Linked DNA regions of Zea mays: region 1 is linked to region 2. The links are chromatin contacts, called in public Hi-C maps. All regions are on one chromosome and are shown on one strand. Each heading gives the region's core, a stretch centred on a gene start, on an enhancer-like site or on the middle of the called end of the contact. The rest is flanking DNA. Distances are from core to core; before and after follow the strand shown.

Region 1 (4,482 bases), core at 1,682-4,181, 710 kb after region 2:
GGTGGGTGACGAGCTGCTGGGCCTGTTTGTGAAGAGGCCATGGCAGATGCCGATGAACCAGATAAGGCCACAGAAGATGGACACGACCCAGAGGCCAGTGAGCTGGTCAGTGCGCCGCAGCATGTGGTACATGAAAGCTGCCATGAGGGCAGCTCCAATGCCTCCTATGGCAGTGCAGTACAGGCTGAGCTGGCTGGCAGCAGCGCGGCGGCGAAGGACAAGGTGCTTGCCCGAGTCATGCGCAGCCAGGCCACGGATCATCAGCCCAAGGTTGCGGGTGTGCACCGCCTCAGCGACGATGATCGAGCCAGCGATGAAGAGGATGTAGAACAGGAACACCCAGACCGTCTTGAAGAAGCCTGTTAGCAGGCAGAAGAAGGACCCGAAGGACGTGGCGGCAATGAGGATCAGCGACTGGTACTGGCCACGGTCGAGATGGTGAGCGGTCTGGGTGAGGAGCGGCGCCACGATGAGGATGCCGATTGCCCACGACAGTCCACTCCAGCCCAATGGTGACATCCGGGATCCATCGATCACAATGGAGTGCTTGGTAAGCCTCTGGTACCTGGACAATGAGTAAATCTGGAGTGAGCATCATGTATGTTTGGCTGCATGACGTGAACTCTGAATGGTAGATGCAAGAGAATGGACAGAAATGCAAATATAAAATTTTACAGACTAGTAGTATAGATTAACAGATTAAGAAACAACGTTTGTGAGTTGGGGCGTCAATATACACGCATTTAAGAATCAACAATCCCCTCCCCCTTTGCAATCAAGAGCAGTTAGTTGGCCTGGTGCATTTTTAAGGATGCCTTGCTGTAGCACCTACCAGTTGGCTGGACCTGCAGTTGGCCACCAACAGTTTATTGGGGGTTAAAAGCAGAGAGCGGTCATGTAATTGCAAGCAACGGCTCTTTTCCTGTTCAAAAGGGAAAGGGGCCAAAGACCAAAGAGAAGGCAGCAAAGCATGGACCTGCTTTTTTTGTGCTCTCTTTTTCTCTCGGTTCCATCAAAAGTGAGACAAGCAATGTACCCCTCCCCTCTATGCCAGCTAGATCTATCAGCCAACAGATGCGTAGATTGCAAAAAGAAAATTACTGCTAGGATGAGTAGTAAATGCAAAAAAAATGTGGTGAGCATTGCATCCCCTCACAATTCTGATGCGACGGCTAGAAGCTATCTGAAATATGGTTCAGGGTTTTTCTGCGCAATTTAATGAGACGCACAGCACAGGCTTCCTCTTGGCACCTCATAAATTCCTCTGCCCCTTTCCCATCTCAGCAGTACCCCCCATTTCAATTTCACCACAACGTTGCCAAAGATTTTAAATAAATTTTACAGACACACCCCTAGGAACTGTTTGTTTGACCTTATCCTCCCAAGAAATACTGTGACCATCCTCATCTGATGACAATGACAAAAAAATCCAATGTGTCCATGTCTAGAGAAAAATAAGAATAATAACAGAAAAAAAGAGAGATGGGTGGGTATGATATGCGTCGCTAATCTGCTAGTACTCTCAGCTAGATAGGACGAAACAGTAGCATCTTTTGGAGCTTTGCTCCTGAATCTCTTATCTGCTACCAATAATTGACACCACGGAAACAAGGAATCTCTGAGGAATCAGGGTCCTTTTTTTCTTTTAGGTTTTCTTCTCTTCTGCATATACAAGATATATCGACTAAGCCATGAAAAATCTAGTCTTTTTTCTTCGATTGAGCTTCTTCTTCACGTTTAGGGCACGGGGTAGGTAAATAGCCTCGGCAGAAGATGGAAGAGCAGCCATGTTCAACATCACAAGATGAATAGGACCAACAAAAACAAAGCTGGGAGAAAAGCAAAAAAAGCTTGTTTTCTTGGAGTGAAGGGTGTAACGTATGCTTCCTTGTTTGCTAAACAAAACAAGATGTGTTTTTAAGAAGGCATCAGGTGGGGAAACCCCAAAACAAGACACCAGCTTAGAGCTCTTACCGCTTAGACAAGAGAGGGAAGTGGGTAAACACTACACACAGGAGAAGAAGAAAATAAAAGGAAAACTCACTACAGTAGCTCAAAGTTTGAAAAAAAAGAGGTAGAAATAAATCTGGAGAACACATCTGGCTTGTTCAGTAACCCATGGTTCTTGGACAACGGAAAAGAGACAGAAAAAATACAGTAAGAAAGAAACAAATCACTAAACCTCCGAAAAAATACAGTAAGAAACAACACAAACAAATCACTAAACCTCCTAGAAACAAACAAAAACACCGTCTAGCCTCCCCCTAAAAAGAAAAAAATAACTCAAAAAAGGGATGGCGCGAAAAGAGAGAAATAAAGGTTGTGAAATAAAGGGAAAACCACAAGATTTAAGGAAGCAGGGCGGGGGAGGGAGGAGTGTGCTGCGTGTCTTACATGGACATCTCGTGGACGGAGCAGGTGACGCCCTTGAGGGTGTACTTGGGGTCGGGCGTGAAGTCGGAGTTGGGGAAGGCGACCTGCGTGATGATGGCCGGGAAGAGGACCGGCAGCAGCAGGTGGGTGATGAAGTAGGAGCAGAAGCCGTAGATGTACCAGCCGACGAGCTCGACCACGGCCGGCGGCTCCTCGGGTATGACGTAGGCCGGCGCGGCCGTCTCGCGGCGGTACGCCTCCCTGACCACCTGGATCTCGCGGGCCGTCTCCTCCCCGGACTGCGGGGGCGCTCCGCCGTTGCCGCTGCCGGCGCCGCCGCCATTCTTGCCGCCGTTGCCGTTGCCGTTCTTGGGGACGGCCGCCTTCTCCTTGGCCGCCGCAGCAGCCGCCGCCTTCTCCTTGTCCTCCTTCTCCAGAGCCTCCCGCATGCTGCTCCGAGGCTGCGGCAATGGCTGCTGCTGCTCCGACATTGCTCGCCCCGCCCTCTTCTCCCTCCTCCTTTAAGCGAGAGGGCTGCTGTGGTAGCTGGAGCTGGGAGGACTGATAGGAGAGAGAGGGCGACGAGCTATGCGGAGGAAGTGCAGTGGTTCTTTTGAGGCCTCTTGGGCTCTGTTCTCGCTTAGGTGAAAAGAGAGAGAGAGAGCAGCTAGCTAGCTCAGCTCTGGGGGTAGGCAAGTGTGGTGTGTGTCCAAAAGGTGGCGGATTTGAAACCTGGGATTGAACTGAGGTTTTGGGAGAGGGGTGGGGAGCTGGAGGAGTAGAGTGAGAGGAGAGAGGACTGCTGCTGCGCTGTGCTGGGGTTGGGAGCCGGAGGGAGGGAGTGGTGCTCTCGGCGTTCGGCCAATGGAGAGGAGCTTTTATGGGGGTGGGGTTCTCTGCTACGGGGACCAAGCCAGCGTGCACACAACTACACACTACACTAGTTGTTGGTGTTCATGAGTTGGCCTTTGGTTGGTGTCCGTGCTTTTGGTTTGGCCCGATGCCCCCCGCGCACACAAAAAATGATCTGTTCCTTTCCGGATGACGCTCACAAGCGAGTCAATATGGAAATCCAGGCCATGCTGTTCTTTTGTGTGAATCCAGCCATGTAGCATGTCACGAGCATAAATAGTAAGTAAGCAATCCACATACTTGACAAAACATTCGTATGAGATAACCCAAAAGGTTTGGCGTTCTTGTACGCTCTAGAACGGTGACCACAGGGCAAGATAACGGTCCCTTTGGTGGAAAAAAATGAAGGGGATTTTACGAGGATAGATTCCCTTATTATTCAAAATTAAATGGTAAGGGATAGATTTTCTTGACAAAACCTTATTTTCCTGTCCACCAAACTAACCCTAAAAGTTTAGTTGGTATTGTAGTTTTCGACCTCGCTTGGAATAAGGTTTTGTTGTCATAACCTTTTCCTTTCTACCCCGCCCTAAGTACCATACATGACGCATATAACATCACAAATTCTGCGAGAAATACAGCAAATTTTAGTACTGTTACCACAGCAGGGCGTACTGTCCTCGAGTGGGGTTGGGGACCTGTAGCAAGCAGTTCCTGGCATGTGTGTATCTGTGGTGGTGGGCCTTTGGATACTCCCTAGCTCTCACATTTCGCTTGCCGTGCTCTGCTCCCCAGCCGAGCCGTTGCAGCAGAGGTGGTGGTGGACCGCATCGGCGCTTTGAGAATCGCAAACTTTGTTCGCATCGGTTTGTTTTTTCTACCGAGAAACATATCTCATTTACATGAGATTTTGACGATGCACATGAATTAATAATAATTTTAGCAAAAAAACATACAAATTAGTTTTCATCATACTTCAATTATTTACAAAAAATTAAGTTTAAATTCGTTATACTTTATCTGTAATTAAAAAAGAGAGAATATTTTAGCCAATTTTATAAAAAAAAAAGTTAAGTATAATGAATTTGAATTTGATAATTTTTATATAATTGGAGTAGGATGAAAAAAATGTATGCTTTTATTTCAGATTTTTTTTGAAAAATTTGTTAATTCATATACACCATATATATATATATATATATGCATATGTTCCCTTAATTTTCTACCACCCTCCGTCCCTGTTCATATCCCTTCACC
Region 2 (4,098 bases), core at 416-2,915:
AGGAGCGGCCACCGACAGCTCGGCGGCCTGCTGCACCGTCCACTTCCCTGTCCCTTTCATCCCGGTCTTGTCAAGGACCTTGTCCACCAGGTAGCCATCGCCATGCTCGTCCTTGATGCCAAAGATGTCGGCCGTGATCTCGATCAAGAAGCTCAGGAGCTCGCCCTTGTTCCACTCGGAGAACACCTGGTGCAGCTCACTGTTGGTGAGCTTACCGACCGACTTGAGAACGTCGTATGCCTCGGAAATCAGCTGCATATCGCCATACTCGATTCCGTTGTGAACCATCTTGACAAAGTTGCCCGATCCACCTTTGCCAATGTACGTGACACACGGGCCACTGTCAGGGACCTGAGCAGCCACCTTGAGGACAATGTCTTCGACGTACTTGTAAGCCTCGAACGAGCCTCCGGGCATCAAGGACGGGCCGTTGCGGGCACCCTCCTCTCCTCCAGAGACACCCATGCCAAGATACAGGAGGCCGCGCTCCTCCATGGCCTTCTCCCTCCTCTCCGTGTTCTCGTACCACTCGTTCCCCCCATCGATGATGCAGTCGCCCTGCTCCAAGTGAGCTGCGAGCGTCGCGATGGTCTGGTCAACTGGCGCGCCGGCCTTGACGAGCATGATCACCACCCGTGGCTTCTGAATGGACTTCACAAAGGACGCGGGGTCATGGAAGCCGTAGACGGGAAGGTTTCCTTCTGCCTTGGCACGCTGCACGGTCTCGTCCACCTTGGAGGTTGTCCTGTTGTACACAGAGATGGGGAACCCTTTCTCTGCAATGTTGAGGGCAAGGTTCTGCCCCATGACCGCAAGGCCAGCAAGACCGATTCTTGTGAGCGCCATCTCCTCCTACACTGAGAAAAAAAAATCTATTTCATACATAAGCCGAGCAGGACCCTGGAAACAAAATCTATTTTCATGTACCAAGGTTAAGCGGCCGATGAGGTGAATACATAAGCCGAGGATCAAAGATCATACGCTGCCCTGCGAGTCACAGGGCCGGCTACATATAGGTGTATAGGATGAAACCAACTGAATTTCTTTGAGACGAAGTAACTGAATACACAGCACCGCTAGAGGCGAAAAGAGCAAGAAGGCAAGGTAATGCGTCTCTCTGTCCCCTGGCCGAGTAAACAGTTTTCTAAGCTAAACAGTTTTCTAACTAAACAGTTTTCTAAGCTAAAGCCATTTTGTAGATCGTTTGGCAGAGAAAAGAGGTGTTTGACAGGACTCTAACTTATTTTCAAAGAAAATCCAGAGCGGAAGCCCTCTAAGTTCATCGACTTGCTTCCATGGATCTGGACCGGCAGGCAGCAGAGTAAAATCGGCGATCGGAGCTAGCAGCGCAATCATCTGGATCTCTACACGAATTCAACCCCCAGTCCCCATGCTTCGGGAACAAGAGGACCCAAAGGAGACAAAAAAAGAAAACCTCAACGCGGTGGAACTGAAATCCGGGGAGGACGGAGCTGGAATCGGACAGGGTGCGGAGATCGGGATCCGAAGCCTCACCTATGGAGCTGGCGCGCTGCCGAGTGCCGATTCAGATGCGGAGTTGAATTGGCGATGCCACCACCGTCCGGCCACCTACCTCTCTTTCACTGACCATCGGCCTTCCCTCCCCCACCACTTAAATCGCCAATCGGGCAGGGAAGGTGCCTTTCGCACCTTGCGCAGCAGCCGCTTGGCGGCTTTCGGGGTAGTTGTTGACGAGCGGGGGCAGGCAGCCACCGACGGGTGGGCCCCTTCGTGGTCGCCTGCTCACACCGGTCCCGTCGGCCGCCGCAGCCCGCAGCCCGCAGCCCGCAGCCCGTGAACCATGGCTCGGTTGGTGCTTCTGACGCGGCGGGCCCAACACCCACCCGGTTCCCACTCACGCCAGGGGCCCGGTGGGCCGTGGTGGCAGGGTACGATGGTTGGTGGTGCTCTGACGCAAGCAACTCATCATTCACGCGCGGCCTGCCGTTGCTCGACCGGTCCCACCTCCACCGCCAGCGGCCAGTGCAGTCGTGGTCTTCCTCCTCCTGCGTGTCCTCGTCCTTCTTCATCCGTTTTCCCACTCTGCGTCCGTCCGTCCACGTCCATCCATCCCCATTCCATTCCCCGGTCAAACAAACTGCCCAGAGGAAAGTTGTAGCGCCTTTCCTTTCCTGCAAGTCCAGCGTCGGTTTGATAAGATAATGCGGGCGGGGCGGAGAACGGCAGTTCCCACGCTGCCCAGTGCAAAGATGTGTTGTTCGTTGCTGACTGACTGACCCGAGCCGCCGAGCGGGAGTCGTTGGGGGGCCCCGCCCGGGCCTGCACCAGCACCGCCGGTTGCGGTTGCTGGTTGGCTGGCCACGACCGCCGCTAGTGCCAGTGGAGGGGTTGCATTTCTTCTCTCTGACCCAGCCTGCCTCTCGTTGGACCGGTCGTCGTCGAGGCCACTCCGTTCACTCCACTCCACCCAGGGGTGGGTCGGGAATTGAATTCCCCGCCGTCTCTACGCCTGCTGCCGCGGGTGGAAAATATCTATCTGCACCGGGACGGACTAGTCGCCCGCGCGCAAGGTGCTCGACGGATTGCTGCTACACCGGGCAGGCATGGCGGCGGGCCGGGGCGACTGGGAGGACATGGTGCGCCGGATGTTCCCGCCGGGGACCACCATCCCGGAGCCGCTGCCCGACATGGACTACTCCTTCGCGCTGACGTACAACGGGCCGGACGTGTCGTACGAGCTCCCGCGGATCCAGCCCGTCTGCGTCCCCGCCATACCCACCGCCGAGCCGGCCTCGGGGCCCCTGGGGCTCGGCAGCGGCGTCGTGCCCGTCGCGCCCGTCGTCGGCCCTGCTGCGGCCCGTGCCCGTGCCAACCCGCCGGCAGCGTCCCGGGCTGGTGCTGCTGATCGCCGTGCCGCGAGGATGACGCCGTCGGATTCCTCCGATGACGAGGAGGACGACGCCGGCAGCTCCGGCTCCCGCTCCACGAAGGCCTCGAGGCCTGCAGTGCCGGAGGGGAGGCGACCTCAGGTGGTCACGTTCGGGGTGCCGGAGGAGGACAGCGGCGGCAGGTACGAGAGCAGCGAGATGGACGGCGGACACGACGCGGCGTCCGCCGAGCAGCACGTCGCGGTGACGAGGCCGGCCGAGAGGAAAGGGCGGACCTGCTGCCGCCGCTGCGGGAAGAGCAAGTGGGAGAGCAAGGAGTCGTGCATCGTCTGCGACGCGCGCTACTGCGGCCACTGCCTGCTCCGCGCCATGGGCTCCATGCCCGAGGGCCGCAAGTGTGTCACCTGCATTGGCCAGCCCATCGACGAGGCCAAGCGCTCCAGGCTCGGGAAGGGCTCTAGGATACTGTCTCGCCTGCTCGGCCCCCTGGAGGTCAGGCAGATCCTCAAGGTCGAGAAGGAGTGCCAGGCGAACCAGCTCCGGCCTGAGCAGCTCCTGGTCAATGGTTTCCCTCTTGACGACGAGGAGATGACCGATTTGCTTAGCTGCCAACGACCTCCTGGGAACCTCAAGCCTGGAAGATATTGGTATGATAAGGAGTCAGGATTGTGGGGAAAGGTAATTCTTGTCGGTTTGAGAAAACCGGTTTCATGCAACCTCAGCTTCTCCAGCTGCTGATAACGTTATGTTTCTGCTGACATATACTCGTAGGAAGGTGAAAAGCCAGACAGCATCATTAGCACTAACCTCAACTTTAACGGAAAGCTTCAGCCTGATGCTAGTAACGGCACCGCTCAGGTTTTCATTAACGGGCGGGAAATTACAAAGATTGAACTGAGAATTCTAAAGGTGTCAATTGTTCCTTACCATTGGTTTTCCAAGAATATGATGATTGAGAGTTGCTACTGAATGTACATTGTAGTTCTGTTTCACTCCTCTAACCAAACCGATCACATATTTACTGTCTTTCATGCAGATTGCAAAAGTCCAATGCCCCCGTGATACTCACTTCTGGGTTTACCATGATGGTGGCTACGAGGAAGAAGGACAAAACAATATCAAAGGGAAAATATGGGAGTCAGTATGTATCTTGGTCAAACATTCCTTTTTGGTTTTCTAAACATTGTTAATTAACATGTATTGTCGTTTCGTTGCTTTTAGCATGACT

What was found. Hi-C and Micro-C count contacts between places; a contact is called where the count stands out from the background.
Region 1: a contact with region 2 is called in a Hi-C map of bundle sheath, with 2.3 times the contacts expected there. The contact joins the promoter of LOC100277773 here to the promoter of LOC541700 in region 2. A contact is called at or near these places in 3 of 25 Hi-C or Micro-C datasets (bundle sheath, leaf and tassel).

Annotation. Positions count from the first base shown.
Region 1 is chr6:67,740,876-67,745,357 of Zm-B73-REFERENCE-NAM-5.0, forward strand. It overlaps LOC100277773, which reads right to left and starts at 2,932. Exons shown (of 2, transcript NM_001151257.1): 1 at 2,395-2,932; 2 at 1-565. The coding sequence starts at 2,864.
Region 2 is chr6:67,036,257-67,040,354 of Zm-B73-REFERENCE-NAM-5.0, forward strand. It overlaps LOC541700 (6-phosphogluconate dehydrogenase 2), which reads right to left and starts at 1,666. Exons shown (of 2, transcript NM_001279373.2): 1 at 1,516-1,666; 2 at 1-857. The coding sequence starts at 846. It overlaps LOC100272751, which reads left to right and starts at 2,093. Exons shown (of 9, transcript NM_001360110.1): 1 at 2,093-3,548; 2 at 3,642-3,779; 3 at 3,907-4,011. The coding sequence starts at 2,586.